Linked DNA regions of Scatophagus argus: region 1 is linked to region 2. A link is a contact called in public Hi-C data. All regions are on one chromosome and are shown on one strand. The core of a region is the stretch at or near the end of the contact, and the rest is flanking DNA. Distances in the headings are between cores, read along the strand shown.

The links. Hi-C and Micro-C count contacts between places; a contact is called where the count stands out from the background.
Region 1: a contact with region 2 is called in a Hi-C map of muscle, with 3 times the contacts expected there. The contact joins the promoter of sec24a here to the promoter of cdkn2aipnl in region 2. A contact is called at or near these places in 2 of 2 Hi-C or Micro-C datasets (both in muscle).

What each region holds. Positions count from the first base shown.
Region 1 is chr14:17,751,875-17,754,574 of fScaArg1.pri, reverse strand. It overlaps sec24a (protein transport protein Sec24A), which reads right to left and starts at 1,300. Exons shown (of 24, transcript XM_046409941.1): 1 at 1,241-1,300. It overlaps sar1b (GTP-binding protein SAR1b), which reads left to right. Exons shown (of 8, transcript XM_046409944.1): 6 at 139-242; 7 at 1,275-1,406; 8 at 1,677-2,700. The coding sequence ends at 1,793.
Region 2 is chr14:17,577,680-17,580,379 of fScaArg1.pri, reverse strand. It overlaps cdkn2aipnl (CDKN2AIP N-terminal-like protein), which reads left to right and starts at 1,398. Exons shown (of 3, transcript XM_046410938.1): 1 at 1,398-1,664; 2 at 2,136-2,241; 3 at 2,358-2,700. The coding sequence starts at 1,453. The coding sequence ends at 2,366.

The DNA of each region.
Region 1 (2,700 bases), core at 51-2,550, 170 kb before region 2:
TGTTAGAGAAGCTCCAGTACCTTTTTTTTTTTTACTGGCAAAGTGATCTGGAAATGAAATGCAAAATGTGTCTAACATTAGTTGACAGACTGGACAGCCTCTCATGTTTGTTTTTGTTTTGTGTGTTCATTCATGCAGCCCGTCGAGTGTGGAAAAACTACCTCCCTGCCATCAATGGCATTGTCTTCCTTGTGGATTGTGCAGACCATACCAGATTGAACGAATCAAAAGCAGAGCTTGATGTAAGTACCTGCTAGGTCACTGTCACATTGTAGAGCAGCATTCGGAACTCCTCTAAACTTGAAAAATACACATTTTTGGTCAAATGCTTGATTTCTGATGTTTATGGTATCAGCAATGTTGAGATAGAGGTAGCCTAGTTAGTGTACTCAAGAGAAATGCCAACCCAAGTAAGTTTTTCCATAGAGGTACCATATTTTCCGGACTATAAGCTGCTACTTTTTTCCCACGCCTTGAACTCTGCGGCCTGAACAACGATGCGGCTAATCTATAGATCTTTATGGCCTAACAGGCCCAGTGATGCGAAGAGGAGGACGCTAGTTTTAAGCGTAACCTTTAACGGTCATTTTGCGCGTCATGCACACACCCTCATCATGGAAAACACTCAAAGAAATGCATATGAATTTCCCTCGGGATCAATAAAGTATCTATCTATCTACATATATATGATGCAGCTTTTAAGTTAAAAGCAATCGAACTGGCTGTCCAAGAACGAAATAGAGCTGCTGCACGTAAGCTTAGTGTAAATGAATCAATGGTGAGACGTTGGAGACGGCAGCGTGAAGAACTGACGCAATGCAAAAGGTCGACAAACGCTTTCAGAGGTATCAAAAGCAGATGGCCCGAACTTGAAAACGTATGTCATGTTACAATGTGGACACCTGCGGCTTATAGTCAAGTGCGGCCTGTATATGTACAAATATTTTTTTCTTTTGAAATTTGGTGTGTTGGGCTTATACTCAGGTGCGTTCTATAGTCCGGAAAATATGGTAAATAAAATTGGGAGGAGAGGGTGAGTTGTTGCTGTATGCTCAGTTAAAAAAAATTTCCAAAGAGCAATGATTTAAAACCAGACAAACTGCAGCAGAAATACATTTCATGATGAATGCACATTTAGATGAATGAACATTTTCGTACATATCACAGAACACATTACTGCTTGAAAGTGCACAGATATTTTAAGTGAGTCTGTAGAAAATGTAGGAAATTGTGTGAATACCTGTCACATAGTTACACGTAGTCTTCTTTCCCAGGCATTAATGACAGATGAGACCATCGGAAATGTGCCTATCCTGATCCTGGGCAACAAGATTGACAGACAAGACGCCATCAGTGAGGAGAAGCTGAGGGAAATGTTTGGATTGTATGGACAGACAACAGGCAAGGTGAGTACATGAGAACAGCATGTAATTGTTGGAACAATACATACGACCAAATATCAATTTGGGGATTGTCTTCCAGGAGTTCCCTTCTGTACATGTTTACCTAGTTAAAAGAGTAACTTAACATTCAGTTTACAAATTCAAGAAATTCATTTAAATCTGGAGGTTGCTATTGATATCCTATAGCTCTAAACTCACCTGGAAAATTTCAGGAATTTTTATTTAGGTAAAGGAAATGAGGTGAATTTATATTTTTTCCTTATTTCATGTCAGGGCACCATTCCCATGAAGGAGCTGAACACAAGACCACTGGAGGTGTTCATGTGCAGTGTGTTGAAGAGGCAGGGTTATGGTGAGGGCTTCCGCTGGCTCTCCCAGTACATCGACTAAAGCAGCCAAGCCCCGACATCGCCACCATCGGGGGAGGGCGCTAAACGCAACCACTCAAGACGCCCACCTTTGCCACCAGTACCATCATACTCAGCCCCATGTTCGTTTAAACAAGTTCGCCTCCACCTTCAGAGAAACCAGTACGACTTGATCCCAATAGACTTTTATTGGTCGAACATTTGGTTCCGCACTTACAGAAACCATACCTGTTTGCGCGCACGCACACACACACAGACACGTTTCCATCTCTGTCTTTTTCCTCCTTCCCTTCCTGCCATCTGTTGAGTGTGATGATAGATGCATATAACTGTAAATCTGTATATGATTCCATTGGTATATCAATAATCCCCGATGCCTCTTTCCCCTCTTCAACTCATTTTGAGCAATGAGAAAGAGCAACATAGTTGTATACTTTGCAGTACACTTTTTTAACAGTAAAGACCTTCATTCCACATTGTATTTAATCAGTGCATTTTGGTTTGTCCTTTTTTTTTCTTTTACATTTCAGTAAATAAAATGTGTGGCCACGTATACAGCCCTCATTATAGACGCATGGCTGTTTCACCCATTTATTAAAATGGACCAGTTCATTTATCTTAGCGTATAAAACATTAAATCCATTTCTTTAGGTTACTTGGAAGCTAAAATACCTTTGTCGAGACATCTATCTTTTGGGCACAGTAGCATTGGAATGGATCCAATTAGTCTGTGGGCTCCCCTTTTTAAAGAGAAACATGGGGTGGTAGTATAGCAGATGGGAAAAGATTTTTTAATAGAAAATAATACTGGCTATAACCCAGGCGAGGTTTGATGGAATCATTTAGATGGCACAATGGTCAGTTGAATCAAAGAAAACTATTTAAATAAATGAATCTTAGGGATGAATAGCTTGATAATAACATGCAGT
Region 2 (2,700 bases), core at 149-2,648:
GCTTTCATTTCTCCTCTTTTGAAATTCGATTTAAATTTATTGTTAACCCAGAGAAACTTGACAAAGCTGAACCTCATTCTTTCGTCTGTGAGCAGCAAGTAAAATTTAAAAGTGAGTTCTGTGTGTTTAGATGCTTAAATCAAGTCAGATTTAAGTCAGTCCTGCTCTGCTCTGTTGTGGAGGGTGAATGCAGTGTTTCGTCACTTCTCGTCAATGTTCTCAGTATTCACTGAACCTGTCAGGTTACACGTTAAAGAAATTCCTGTCCGGATCTGCACAGGCGTTATTTCATCTCTGCATGTTGGTTGTTCCGACCTGCTGAGTCTTTCTTTAATTGTGCAGCTACGGTTCCTTAAGCTGCTGTGAAACAAAATTTCAGGTAGTTTGCGTCCAGACGTTCGATTTCGCCCAAACCATCAAGTCAGCTGCAGATGGAAACACAGGGTTACAAATTTACAATTCAGTCTGACTGGAAAAATTTCACAGATTTCATAAGATATTTTTTACAGATATAAAGGAAAGATTCTCTGTTTGCAAGCCTCATTTTTCTTTATGGTCATTTTAGTTCTGATGGTTTAGAATATAATGAAGTTTTTAACTGACTTTCTCCTCTTGATTATTTTTTGCATGCCGATGCAGTTTTTGTTCTGCTGTGAAATCTCGGCAGTAGGCTGGTCTGTCTGTCTGTCCGTCCGTCTGTCCGTCCATCCGATTTCATGTTGGCTTGCCTTCCTCTGGAACCCCTATGCATATGAATGACTTCATGTCAAAACAAGCCCCAAATCCCTCACACTGCCGTGAGTGTGTGTCCACGTGTGCGTATGTGTGTGTGCATGTCTGTGAGCCTGACCGACTGTCCTTAAGCCTCTTTACATAGACTGGAAGTTAAAAGTCCAGTATTCCTCTCTGATCATATTCCTGACAGGCTGGTCAAGTGCAGAGAGAGAGAGAGAGGAGATGTGACTCAGGACAGAAGAAGGCAGAAAAATGAGGGTAAGTGTGTGCTGCAGATATTTCACCACCACACTACATGCTTAGTGATTTTTTTTTTATCTTCTGGCAAACTGAGACCCCACAAAAAGACCAAGTTGGATCCAGAATAGAGGTGCAGTGCATAATGCTGGGACACTCATATATGGAACAGAGCCTTTGTTAAAAGCATTAATTTCACCTGACAAGTCAAATGTCTGCTGTGAAAAAGGTCTATTTTTTCTTCTTAACAGCTATGAAAGTCCCACTTTCAGCTAAAACTAATTTAGTCCAAGTGACCACCCCCAGCAACCATTAAGTACAGTAAGAGGCCTCTGTGCAGAGACCATTTTAAGACGGTCGTAGCGCTCATCTCCACCGCTAAGTGGCGCTGCTCGAAACACGCTTATCTCAAAATCAACTTCCGAGAACCGCTTGGCCAACCGGAAGTTGCCTTTGTTGACTCTGCTGGAGAAAAGTAAGATGTCTAACCTGGACGTGCAGGATTTTATACAACAAAACAGAGCTCTGGCCGACCAGGTAGAAACCTTTAGAGGTTACTGGGAGAGTGAAAAACACTGGCAGGCCAGGAGGGAGTTCATCCTGCGGAACATAAACGACTTCTCGGTCCAGCAGCTGGACCACCTGCTCTCCTTGTCCATGGTCTGGGCTAACAACGTCTTCCTCGGCTGTCGGTGCGTGTTTTACATGATCGTCACAGTTTAGCACGATGTGTCCTTTTCAGAAATGTATTTATATTTATGTTTTTTCCTGAGACGGAGGAGATAATAAAACATATTCTCCGATTGTATTTCTGAAAAACCTCAACGTGCTTTGGTCCTGTTTGTTTTCGGTGCATAGTCTTCTTCGTCCCATTCTAAGCTGATGATGGGCTCACTGCTGCCCCCTGTGTTGTAAAACGACAAACACGTTTGCGATTGAAATTGCTTGTTTTTCTCAAATCACACGCTCCACAATAATTTAATGACTGCTCAAATTATAATCCATTAATCCTCAGTCTATCAAAAGTCTCACTAATGTGCATTCTCACTCGTTTCTCAGTACATTATGCCCTCTCAGGATCAGCATGAACCACGGGTGAATTAAGGATGCTGGATAACTGTGGTTCATTTCACTGACAGAACATTTGTCTCCACTGACGGCAGGTATAGCACAGAGCTCCTGGAGAAAGTGAAGGAAATGGCTGAAGGCATCGAGGTGGAGGACCCGCCAGTCTTCAAGACAAGAGATGAGATTGTTAAGAAGCAACAGGTACATCTGTGGACACACTCACTCTCTCTCTGTCTCTCTCATACACACACACACACACACACACAGGTATGTTGACAGAAGAAAAGGTTCATATTTTTCTCTCTCTTCCACCACAGGGTCGATGACCAGGTGTGTCAAAGCCATCTGGTTGTGTCGGATCAAGACAGAAGACCATTGAGACGCGGCTGCTGTGTACATGCAGACTGTGCTTGCCAGGAACCTGACCAAATTTCTCACGGTTTTGCAGTCTTGTATTGGTTATTATGGATGTGATCAGCGTAAACATCAAAAGCAGGAAGACTGTGTTTCTCAAACGTTCAGCTTTTTATTGTACAGAGGCAGCAAAAATGTTTTTTGCCCGTGTTGGAGCTTCACTGCTTATCCGTTTTTACTCGTATTTTAATTTTTTAAATTGTACCCATTGTTTTTAGTACTGTTTTATAAATAAATCCAGATGAA